Regions from separate parts of the Sus scrofa genome. Here region 2 is linked to region 1. A link is a contact called in public HiChIP or PLAC-seq data. All regions are on one chromosome and are shown on one strand. The core of a region is the stretch at or near the end of the contact, and the rest is flanking DNA. Distances in the headings are between cores, read along the strand shown. Region 1 holds the start of GADD45GIP1 (growth arrest and DNA damage-inducible proteins-interacting protein 1). Region 2 holds the start of JUNB (transcription factor jun-B).

Region 1 (6,373 bases), core at 1,757-4,256:
CTCCATCCCCCAAAGAGCCCCTGAGACCTCCCCCGCCCTCTTCCAGGGTGAGGGGAAGCTGGAGCTCCAAACTTTGATCCTCCATTGGAGTGGCCCAAATCTTTTCCATCTGGGGTGAGCACCCAAGAGGCCCAAGAACCCCTTCCCTGCTTTGGCCTTGGCCTCCATCCTGCATCCCTTTGCTGGGGATGCTGGGGAGGAGGAGATCCGGTTTATCCTGCCTGGGGAAGGGAAAACATGAGAGTTGCTCTGGAGGTCAAGACCACCCCCACCCCCTACCCCAGAACAGAACCGTGTCTCTGATAAAGGTTTTGAAGTGAATAAAGTTTTAAAAGCTAGTACTGTGGTTTGTGCCTGCTGGGACTTCCCACTCCAGCTTGTCTGGATCTGGGAGCTAGTTGGGCACAGGAGATTCAGGAATGTTGTGAGGGGGCAAAGGGGTCTGTCAGCCTCAGGGTGGCTCCCAGTGTCCCCACTTCCCCTCCTTCCAAACTGTCTCATTCCCAGAGTGTAGGGCCCAGCCCTGGCTCAGCCTTGCAAGGGCTGCTTCTCCCTGCCCCCCACCATCATCACTACAGTCTGTTTTGGCTATACTTCCCCCCTGATAATTGGCTAATTACTGGAGATTAATGTTGGTAAACAGAAGCCTTCTTCTCCTCTGCCATCTGCTTCTCCATTATTTCTCCACTGCATCCCTCTTACTCTTCCCCCTGAAGCCCCAGAGTTAATGGGCATGGCCTAGAGTCCCTGAGTAATCAGAGCCAGGGAAGGTGGGGATCCCTGGCTCCAAATGTTGGGGAAAGAACGAGGGTGCCCAGTGAGGGGTGTGATAAGAGGATGTAGAGCTCTCCAGGGGTGGGGCTATTAGGCAGCAAGTTTTATTGGGAAAATAGTTTAGGAGCTGGGTGTTTCAGAGTCTGCTGGGTCCTGGGCTGCAGCCGCGGCCATTGCAGCAGCTCGCGCCTCCTTCTTCTTTCTTTGTTTCTCCTCCTTGAGGCGCTTGCGATGCTGCTTCTCCATGTCCTGCAGCAGCTCCTGGAAGCGAGCACTCCTTGGGTCCACGTGGTATCCCAGGCGCTCCTGGGCCTCAGCCTGCAGCCGGGCCCTCCGATCCTTGTCTGCTTGCTCCTTCTCCCTTCGCTCTTGCTGCTGCTGCCTCCAGTTCTCAATCATCTGTGGCATCTTAGCCATGCACTCTTCAATGAGCTGCTCCCTGCAGGGGAAGGAGGGTGGTCAGTGAGGGGAGCCACACTCAGCCAGAACAATACCCATCCAACGCTACCTAGGTCCCAAGCCTTTGCCCATATCCTGCCTCTCCCAACTCCCCATGTCGCCAGATGGACCGGGAAGACTTGTGGTGGCCATTTAAGCTGTCAAAAAAAAGCCCTTGACAAGTGAAGAGAGGCAGAAGAGAGAAACTTGTATGTGGCCTTCAGCATGTGAGAACCAAGCCCCAATAACCCCCAGAAGCAGACCCCAAGTCAGCCCAACACTTCCCTGAGCTGTCTACTGAGCCATGTGAGTGCCACAGGTTAGGTGCAGCTCACGCCTTCATCCTACAGACATCACTGAGCATCTGCTGTTCGCCAGGCCCAGTTCTAGGCACAGACATACATGAAGGCAAGAAATGGATTGGACCTTTTCCTCCCATCCTATGAGTTTATGGGTGTCAGTCAGTGTCCCATTTTAAGAATTAGGAGCTCCAGCTAGGATAACTGGAGTTATCAGAGTCAGGTTCACAGCCTAATTCTACTGTTCACTGCCTGGGTGACTGGACAAGAGAATTCACCTTCCCAGGCCTCAGTTTCTGCATCTCTAAAATAAGGATGAGTCCCTCTTAGAGCAGTTGTGAGGACAAGAACAATAAACACCAGGAACACACTTGCCTGCCTTTGGGTGCCCCTTCCCTCTAGTAAGTGGTGCCATCCCAAAGTCCCTGGTCTTGCCTCCACCTGACTCCCACGTCTGGTCTCTGCCCTTGATTCCATACCCATCACCTCCCCCTCTTCCCCAGCCACACTGTTCCTTAAAGCACATTCCTGCCTCAGGGCCTTTGCACCAGATATTCCCTCTACCCAGAACACTCTCCCTAAGATCTTCCCTTGATTATGTCTGCTCTTTCAGGTCTCTACTTAAACTTTTTTATTTTGGCCGCCCTGCGGCAAAACCGGATCCTTAACCGACTGTGCTGGGCCGGGGACTGAACCCGTGTCTCAGCCCTCCCAAGAGGTTGCTGATCCCATTGCACCACAGCGGCAGCTCCTGCTTAAACATTTAAACATCAACTCCTCAGGCCTACCAAACCTAAGTCACCCTAAGGTGTGCAGTTCTCCAACCAATTTTATCTTCCTAATGGCTCTCAACAGATATCATCTTTGTTTTGTTCCCTGCTGTGTCCTCAGGACCCAGGATTAGGCCTTGCACACAATAGGCGCTCCATAAAGACTTGCTGATGAATGACTAAATGAACTGTTCAGAAGTCTGTTTTGTAACTAGGTGAGCATGCACGTAAATACTGCATTTAAACCCCGCGGTAAGCGCCCAGGGGAGTAAGCACTGTTTGGAGCAGAGTTCACCCACCGACCGAAGCACCGCGCCAGACCGCACGCACGCACCTGGCTTGACGCTTCTGCTCTTCTGCCAGCTGCTGCACCCGCAGCGATTCCTGCATGGCTGCCAGGCTCGGGTACCATTCGCGCTCCTCAGCCTCCAGCTCGCGCAGCTGTTCCTGCGACGGCCACAGAGAACCGGCGGCCACTCCGGAGGCGGCGCCATGCCGCGCGAACTGCTTAGCCGCGTAGCGCGGACTCAGCTGCCAGCGCGGGGTAAGCGGGTCATCCGGGTCGGGCCACCTGGGCTCCTGCGAACGGCGCGGGGGCGGCCGTGCCCGGTAGCCTCGAGAGCCCTGGCCCAGGGTCGTTACCAGGCGGAGCAAAGTGCGCGCCTGCTGCACGGGCGCAGCCATCTTGGCCGTGCGGGGTCCTAGGAGCTGGCCGGGCTGGCTAAGGCGCTGCCTGCGCGTGAAGTCCTCTGCGGGCCAGGAGGAGGAGAAGAGGTTCGCTGATGCCTCAGTTCCGGGCAGGGAGCAGGAGAGAAGAGGTGTAATTATTTTTACACATCTTTAAGTATAATTTTACATTAATTATTTATTTGTTAATTTATTAAAATTATTAAATTTTAATTTTATATTTTAAAAATAGCATTTAATTTTTATATTAAACTTTAAATGTTTAAAATTTAAACAATTGTTTAAATATCTATTTAAAAATTCACATATTTCAATTTAAGATCAATCTACTTACTTATATTTAATTTAAATGCTTGAAATCGAGTTAAAGTGTTTAGGGAGTTCCCATCGTGGCGCAGCGGAAACGAATCCAACTAGGAACCATGAGGTTGGGGGTTCTATCCCTGGCCTTGCTCAGTGGGCTAAGGATCCGGCATTGCCTTGAGCTGTGGTGTAGGATGCAGACCCGGCTCTGATCTGGTGTTGCTGTGGCTCTGGCATAGGCCAGCGGCTGCAGCTCTGATTAGACCCCTAGCCTGAGAACCTCCATATGCCGCAAGGGCGGCCCTAAAAAGACAAAAAAAAAAAAAAAAAAAAAAAAAAAGGTTAAAGTGTTTAAGTTGTACATAAATACTTATTTAAATATTGCTTATATTAAATATTTATTTATTTATTTTTAAATCTTTTTTTAAGGGCCGCACCCATGGCATGTGGAGGTTCCCAGACTAGGGGTCCAATCGGAGCTGTAGCCACCCACCTACACCACAGCCACAGCAATGCAGGATCCGGGATCTGAGCTGCATCTTCGACCTACACCACAGCTCATGCCACAACCAAATCTTTAACCCGCTGAGCAAGGCCAGGGACTGAACCCGCATCCTCATGGATTCTAGTCGGGTTCGTTAAGGGCTTAGCCACTAAGGGAACTCCCCAGAATTTTAATTTTGAATAATTATGTAAAGCTTTATTTAACATTTTAAATATTTACATTTCTATTTAAAACATTTATTTAAATTTGTATGTAACTATCATTTAAGATAGTTATGTAGAAAGCTTGAGTTCTATTGTATAGAGTTCCCTTGTGGTGCAATGTGTTAAGGATCCAGTGTTATCACTGCAGAGGCTTGGTTGCTCCTGTGACCCAGGTTCCATCCCTGCTGGGAACTTCCGCATGCCACAGTCACAGCCAAAACAAAAAAACAAAAGCCCAGATAAATTCTAGTGTAAATATTTACTTTATGCCTTTTAATTTTTTTTTTTTTAGCCTCACTTTCGGCATGTAGAATTTCCTGGGCCAGGGATTGAACATGTGGCACAGCAGTGACAATGCCAGATCCTTAGCCTGCTAGGCCACCAGGGAACTCCTAATTTAATTTTTTTGTATTTTAAAATGTTTAAAGTGATTGTGGTGCAGAAATTAAATACTGTTTTTTAAAATCTTATGGCCACACCTGAAGCATATGAAAATTCTTGGACCAGGGATTGAATTCATGCTACAGCTGTGGCAGCACCAGATCTGTTAAGTCACTGCTCCAGGTAGGGGATCGAACCCTCACCTCCACAGAGACCTGAGCTTCTGCAGTCGGATTTGTAATGCACTGTGCCACAGAAGGATCTCTTAATTTCTATTTTTAATTTCTTAATTTTTTTATTTTTTGCTTTTTAGGGCTGCACGCACGGCAGGCTAGGGGTATCAGAGCTACAGCTGCCGGCCTACACCACAGCCACAGCAACGTAGGATCTGAGCTGCATCTGTGACCTACACCACATCTCATGGCAACACCGGATCCTTAACCCACTGAGCAAGGCCAGGAATCAAACCCACATCTTCATTACCACTGAGCCACAACAGGACCTCCCAGAGTTTCTGTTTGGGATGATGAATAAGTTCTGGAGATGGACGGTGATGATGGTTGCACAACATTGTGAATGTGTTTAATACCACTGAACAGTACCCCGAGAGATGGTTAAAATAGTAAATTTTATGTTAGGTGTATATTTTATCACCCCCCAATTTTTTTTTTGCAGTTTGCTTAGTGAGCCAGGAAGCCTGGATAAGAGTTTCCATACTTCATGGCAGTACCATATATCTCATATATATTAATCTCAAGCTAGAAACAGTCCAGACCTGAGTCCATCTGCAGTAGAATGGATACCTAAAATTTGATGTTTCAGCTAACAGACTACCACACAGGAATCCATGAGCATTTGCCACTGTTTACAGCAATGTGGATAATTCTCATAGACACCTATGCAACAAAGGAAGCAGGCCCCAAATGATTCTTTTTCATAAAAGAATGCTTTTCAGGAGTCCACGTTGTGGCTCAATGGAAACGAACCCGACTAGTATCCATGAGGACACAGGTTCGATCCCTGACCTTGCTCAGTGGGTTAAAGATCCAGCATTGCTGTGAGCTGTGGTGTAGGTCGCAGATGTAGCTTGGATCCTGCGTTGCTGGGGCTGTGGTGTAAGCTGGCAGCTATAGCTCCGATTTGACCCCTAGCCTGGGAACCTTCATATGCCATGGGTACGACCCTAAAAAAAAAAAAAAGAAAAAAAAAAAGTTTTTCATTGTGTAAAGTTTACACAAATCATCCTTTTTATATAAAGTTGAAAATCCTGGTCATTATGAATGTGCACCTTAAGGGATAAAAGAGAAAGGAAAGGCAGGCAATGATTCTTCTGGAAGTCAGGATGGGATGCCTCTGATGGCAATGAGGAGACATCTGGGTTGTGGTCACATGGCAGGGGGTGGGGGTGGGGTGGGAGGGGTTTGCTTTGTAACAGGTCACTGAGCTGGGCATTCCCATTCTGTTTGCTTTTATCTAAGTGAATTATATTCAGTGTTAGTTTTGATCTGGGCTTCATGATGCCTGAGTTATAATTATTCTTTCAGTTGTATATAACCGTATATGTGTGGGTTGCATGCTTTCCTGTAGATTTATTATATTTCACAATTTTAAAAATGAAAATTCAAGCAACAAAAAGGATTACAGTGAGAACGAGAGAAGTCAATTTCTGGAGTTCCTGCTGTGGTGCTGTGGTGCAGTGGGTTAAGAATCCAACAGTAGCAGCTCAGGTCACTGCAGAGGTGCATGCATGTTCAATTCCCGGCCTGGCACATCAGGTTAAATGATCCCAAGTTGCCTCCACAGTTGCAGCATAGGTCACAGATGTGGATTGGATTCAGTCCCTGGCCTGGGAACTTCCATATACTGTGGGTGTGGATATAAAATTTTAAAACAATAATAATAGGAATTCCTATTGTGGCTCGGCAGAAACTAATCCGACTAGTATCCATGAGGATGCAGGTTCGATCCCTGGCCTCGCTCAGTGGGTTGGGGATCTTGCGTCAGTGTGAGCTG
Region 2 (6,373 bases), core at 2,756-5,255, 130 kb before region 1:
ATTGGCAGGGCCTACCCCCACAGCCCTCCGGGAACCCAGCCCCCAGCCCCTCCCCCCACAGCCCACAGGAAGTTTTGGCAGAGCCCGTCGTGGCGATGAAACGGTTAAAGCCGTTTTCTTATTCATTTCATCCAGGGGCCCCTTTTGACTCAGAGCAAGCCAGGCGCCCCCTTGAGCCATGAACCAGGCGGGCCTCGTGGGGGCCTGGGTTGTACTCCACCCCACATGTACCATTTTTAGAGAGGGGAGGGAAGGCTGTTGGTGAGCTGGCTGGGGGTCTTGGTTAGCTCACAGAGTTGGGTTCAAATCCTGTCTCTGCCTTCCTTGCTCTCTGGGTCTCAGTTTCCCCAACTGGAAATGGGGGATAATTATGACCAGCTTATTGTGGCCGCGTTGTGGGATTAGGTGAATAATAGATGGGACGCTTTGTTTTCAGAGTGGGGCACTGGAGCAGGGAGGGGGCCTGGCCTGTAGAGGGACCCAGGCTCCTTCTGTCTCTCAGGCCTGGGTGTCAGGATGCCCAGCCCAAGCAAGTCCTTGTGGGGCAGGCCATGCCCCACCCAGGCCCTCTGAGGCCATGGGGTTCATCCCATCCACCCCATGCCCTGGGCAGGCACCCAGGAAGTGAGAGGCGGGGCAGGAATGAGACGGAACCTGTTGGGCACGTCGCTTCCCCATCCCCCCCCACCCTCATTCCGGGGCCCTGACATGCCCCCCCCACACACTACGGCCCCACCCCCACTGCCCTGGACGCCTGGGTCCTGACCCAAGGGTGGCCCAAGGGAGGGGATGTCGGCGGAGACGGCGTCTCGGGAACATCCTGTGGACTGCTGGCTGGACAGATGGGAGGGTCAGCCCCTCCCCGAGCAGGGCAGAAATTAGCTGGGGGCAGAGTAAACATGGCTCAGGGTGGCCAGACTTGTGGGGGGTGGCAAGGAGTGTACACATACAGTCACTCTGAGAGAAAGCCAGTCCACACACACAAAACCCCTGTCACCCTGGCCACAGAGAGACTGCAAACCAGGGACACTCTGACAGAGTCAGACACGAATCTGGGCAAGACGGCCATCAAACACAAACAGTGACAGGGCAGACTCAAGCAAGACTAAAATGCCACCAAACACACGACACCGACAGGCCAGAAGCATAAAAGAAGGGAGAGAGTGTGTGACACAGTTAAATGGACTTGGCACACAGGCAAGATGGACACACTGACAAAAACTAACACAGAAAGACATGGACATTCAGGTGGGAAGCAGACAACCTGGCAGAGGGTGGCATGGTCCCAGGCACTCCAAGACAAATGTGACAGGCCAGAAACACACAGGCAGGACAGACACACTGAGAACTCTGCGTCAAGTGCAGGCAGGCAACACATGCATGTTGATAGACTCAGAGAGAAGGGACAGTCACTTTCAGCACAAGTGCCTGGAGAATTGTACCAGAGGTGTTCAGAACACTGTTGGAGGAGTTCCCATCGTGGCTCAGTGGTTAATGAATCCGACTAGGAACCATGAGGTTGCAGGTTCGATCCCTGGCCTTGCTCGGTGGTTTAAGGATCCAGCGTTGCCATGAGCTGTGGTATAGGTCGAAGAGGCGGCTCAGATCCCGCATTGCTGTGGCTGTGGAGAAGGCCTGTGGCTACAGCTCCGATTAGACCCCTAGTCTGGGAACCTCCATATGCTGCAGGAAGCCGCCCTAGAAAAGGCAAAAAGACAAAAAAAGAACACTGTTGGAACCAGACCCACACACGTAAACACACTAGCAAGATGACCAACTCAAGAAGATATGCGGAGGCAAGAGAGACGAACATCAACCTATGGAGAGAAGGATGGAAGGATACATACACCATGACAGACAACCCACCCTCCCTGACGCCAAGTTGCATACACACTCAGAAATGCTCTGAGTGGAGTTCTGTTGTGGCGCAGTGGAAGCAAATCTGACTAGGAACCATGAGGTTATGGGTTCGATCCCTGGCCTTTCTCAGTGTGTTAAGGATCTGGCATGCCATGAGCTATAGTGTAGAGCACAGACATGGCTCGGATCCGGTGTTGCTGTGGCTCTGGCATAGGCTGTCAGCTGTAACTCTGATCCCTAGCCTGGGAACCTCTATATGCCGCGGGTGCAGCCCTAAAAATACAAAAGACAAAAAAAAAAAAAAAAAAAAAAGGAAATGTTTTGAGGGACACCAAGGCTCAGCCTTACGAATACACACTACCTCACCGATAACACACACATCAGACCCTTTGGCAGATCAGGCAGATGTAAGCAAACAGACATATTCACAGACATGGTCTAGCCAGACAGTCACACCCAGCACAGAGAAGCATGGACAGGCCACAGTCGGACATTCATAAACACATTGGACAGAGACACCCTAACAGAACCTGCTGGCATGCATGCATGTGTGTACACCACACACACACACCCCAGCCACAGAGCCCACAGACACACATGGGCCAGCCACAGACCCCACACTCACACACACACCTCAAACAGGCAAGCCCTAAACCTCACATACACAGACACACACCAGACACAAACAGGTTAGCCATATGAACTCCAAAACAACCTATACTTGTGCATCTAGGCCAGCCACATGCAACCTATTCCATAGATCATACACACACACAAACACACACACCTTCCCCCCCTCACCCCCACCCAAACCAGACAGGCCCTACACACCCCTGTGGGGCTGGGCCAACAAACAGACACATACCCTGAGAAGATGCCTCACACACACTATCACAGGCCCTGACAGGCCAGCCACACACAAACCCACAGCCAACCAGACACACATGCGCCCTTGGACCTTGCTTAGGTGCTGTGAGGCTCTGGGCTTCCCAGCCCATATCTCTAACCCCACCCAGAAATCCTGGTGCTTCCTCTCTCCAACATTGTCACCCCCCACACTGTTTGTCACTTCCCCTAGGAGGCCCAGTTCAACAGCCTCAGGCTTTCATAGGGTGTGGGCCTATTTTCTCAGCACATCCCCTGAAAATGAGGTACCCAGGATCTCAGCCAGGCTCAGGCCCCCCAAGACTTCACCAGCAGCATGGAGGGGGGGTGACAGAAACAGCTTTGTGGGAAACTCCCCTCGTGCCCAGCTGAGTCAGCCTGAGGAGACAAACTCTCCTCTCCTTCCTGCTTCCAAGAAAACTGAGCAGCTTCCTCTCCAGGAGAGGGGTGAGGGACCCCCCAAACCACAGAGATTGGGTAGGGAAGCTGCTGGCAAGCCAGGGTTCCTGGGGGGAGGGCCTCCGTGATTCTCAGCCTTTTCCTGCCAGCTGCCTGTCCACACCCAGGGGCAGGGACGAGGGAGTCTGGGTGCTGTGACTTGCGGGTTCTCGCCCTGGCCTGCCCACTGGCTGACTCACCAGCAGCCCCCAGCCCAGTTTTCTATTAAGGGCCCTGCCAGCCAGTGGAGCCGGCTGTGTGTGTGGGGGGGGGGGTGGGGGGGTGTCACCAGGCTATTTATAAGAAGGAGAAGTCCCTCCTGCCAAGGCCAAAAGCCCCAGAGAGACCTGTGGGTGGGGGTGGGAGAACTTCCTCCTTATCCAGTCCCCTAGGCCCCCGGGCCCTGGGCATGAGGGAAGCCTGGACACAGACTCCTTGGGCAGATGCTGGTCTGGAACCCAGGGCCTGGGCAGTCCCCAGCTGCTAGTCTGGGCACCCAGGGCTGATGGAGGAGGGGGCTCTCCTCTCTGGGCCAGCCTTGGCGCCAGTGGGACGGCGTGAGGGGGTGGTGCCCAGGCCACAAGGGTGAGACTGGCAGGGGCCTGGAACCGGCTGTACCAGCTCAGCTGGGCCCCCGCCCTCCCTCACTGGCCCATCCCCACCCCCTGCTCAAACACCCGTGCAGAGTGCAGAGAGTGACCCGACCCCACTCCAACATGCCGGCCTGCCCCCAAACACACTAGCACCCCTCTGCCCTGTGCCCAACCCTGTTTGTCTAAAGGATAAAGGAGACCTTTTTTTTTTCTCTTTCTTTTTCGGGACCCAGGTGTGGCATATGGACGTTCCCAGGCTAGGGGTCGAATCAGAGCTACAACTGCCGGCCGGCCTACACCACAGTCACAGCGATGCCGGCTCCGAGCCACTTCTGCGACCTACGCTACAGCACAGGGCAACTCTGGACATCCTCATGGATACTAGTCGGGTTCTTTTCTGCTAAGTCTCTATAGGAATTCCAGGAGACTCTTCTTGAAAGGGCCTGCAGAACTTGACAAACAGCTGGCACTGCATAAATGCCTCTCTAGTTGTGATTATCCACACAAAAAGAGCTGAAATTCTGGAGTCAGACATCTCAAGTTCTAGATCAATTCCAGTGCTTATAGCTATGTGACATGGGGCAAAGTTCCTTACCTTTCTGTTCCTAAGTTTTTTAGTCTGTTAAATGGGGATACAAAGAGCATGCATTTCGCTGGATTGTTGGAAACAGGCAATGAGTTATTCCATGTAAACCACTTAGAAGAGTGCCTGGCCCATGGTAAGAGCCATATAAGTGTTAGCTATTAAAATAATAATTATTATTTCTCAGTCTGTTGGCCTGTCTCAAGAGTCTCTGAGTTTGCATGACTCTAATCTTGCATCTCTCCCTGCCCTGACCCCCACCCCCATACATCCACTTTTCCTTGCTCAGGCCTTGCCCTCCATCTCTACGCTCATGGGCCAGTCTTGCCTCTCTCCAAGGCTCCCCTGGCACAGCCAGCTTCAGCACTGGTCAGGGATGACTCACTGTGTACTCCTAGCCTGTGGGACCTGCAGGTTAGCCTCCTGAGATGCTGCCCTCCAACCAGACCTGCCCAGCCCCCCAACACTACCCCGTTGCGCCCCCGCAGGGCCCAGCCAGATGTCAGCTGCAGTTATTAGCATGGGCGGGAGACACAGGCCTGGCAGCATGCCTGCCAGACTCAGCGGCCACTGGAATCTCCCTTGAGCCTGGGGAGGGGGAGGGGAGCAGTTCAAGCAAAGGAGGAGGGGAGGGGGTACCCAGAGGTCACAAGGACCCTCCAAAGATGGGGACACCCCCAGCTTCTCATGGGACCTTCCTCCCCAACACCACCACCGGCTCTGCTGGACTTCCCCCTGCCCCCACATAGCTCAGTTTCTCTTTCGCCTCTTTCGTTTTCCTTCTCTCCTCCACACTTGGTGAGCTGTGTCTGCCCTACAAAGGCTGGCTATCTCCTCTCCCTCAGCCTAAGTCTACCCTAAAGAAACTTCCATGTTTCCAAAAGATAGACATGTCTCTTTCAAGACAGAGAGGAGACAGATACTGAGAGGCTCATCTCTGGTTCTAGTGGCTCATAGCCTACCTCCTGGAAGTCCCACCTTAAGTATAACTAAAGCCTCAGCATCTAAACCTTCACCCATTTTGGGGAAGAGGCTCTGGAGAGGTTCCCTCAGATTCGACTCATGGATTTTCAGGTCCTCTCTGTCAGCAGGGGAAGGGAGCCCTCAGATGAGGGAGTGTGGATCCCCCTTTGGGTATTCTGGATGGTGAGGAGACCCTCACACTAAAATAGGAGTAGGGCCTCTCACCCACGTGAGTGAAGGAGGAAGCACCCCAGCCCCTAGGGATGTATTTGGGGAAGGACCCCAGATCTCCTGGCAGAAAGTAAGGGCACCCAGCATGAGGTAGGAGGCCGTCGTGCCCGCCCGCCCAGGCGCCGGGGTCGCCCAGAGGCATTGGCGCGCCCCTTCTGCGCCCATCGGGCCGGGGGCGAAGTCCGACCCAGGCCCGCGGGCAGGCGCGGACCTGCCAGGCTGGGTCGGGCTGGGCAGGGCCTGGCAGGACGCGGCCCCAGAGCGGCTGGGTGGGGCTGGGCCAGGAGGCCGTGGGGGCCCCGGGGGCGGCGGTCGGGGCTGGTCGGGACTAGCCGTCTGGGGGCCCGGGCGCGCCCTGGGACCTGGCAGATACTCGGGCTCCCGGCTCCTGGCCGGGGGCCCCGGGACAGTGCTGACCCCACCCCTTCCTGTGCCCTTATATGGGCGTCAGAGAGAGACTCCGGGGGCCGCCCCGCCCCCAGTCCTGCCTGCGGACTCCGGCCTGTTGCCTTGGCGACCAGGCCCCGCTCCCCGGCGCGTCCCCCTCCGTCCGGCTAATGGAACCGTCCCCGGATTGCTAGCCTTTACGACACTAGGGCTGAACCACTGCAGGGGTGGGGGTCGATGACTGGGGACCTCTGCGGTTGGGTGTGTTCCGCTCGCTCTGACTTCCTCGGGGGTCGCAAGCCCAGGTTCCTCTTCCGAGGCGCAGGACCCGGCTGGACCCAGGGCGGGGCATATGGTCCCGTAGGATTCGAGTGACGGAGGCAGGGCCCGGCTCCTTCCCCCGGGGCTGTTGCCACACTTCCTGCCGCGGCGC

What was found. HiChIP or PLAC-seq counts read pairs in DNA pulled down with a chosen protein or histone mark.
Region 2: a contact with region 1 is called in an H3K27ac HiChIP or PLAC-seq map of alveolar macrophages. The contact joins the promoter of JUNB here to the promoter of GADD45GIP1 in region 1. A contact is called at or near these places in 2 of 5 promoter capture datasets (fetal liver and liver), 1 of 47 Hi-C or Micro-C datasets (liver) and 1 of 2 datasets of contacts at active chromatin or transcription factors (alveolar macrophages).

The regions. Positions count from the first base shown.
Region 1 is chr2:66,084,054-66,090,426 of Sscrofa11.1, reverse strand. GADD45GIP1 (growth arrest and DNA damage-inducible proteins-interacting protein 1) reads right to left here and starts at 3,006. Exons shown (of 2, transcript XM_003123339.4): 1 at 2,616-3,006; 2 at 849-1,213. The coding sequence starts at 2,965. The coding sequence ends at 895. It overlaps RAD23A (UV excision repair protein RAD23 homolog A), which reads left to right. Exons shown (of 9, transcript XM_005652877.2): 9 at 1-338.
Region 2 is chr2:66,217,067-66,223,439 of Sscrofa11.1, reverse strand. It overlaps JUNB (transcription factor jun-B), which reads left to right and starts at 4,005. Exons shown (of 1, transcript XM_005674483.3): 1 at 4,005-6,373.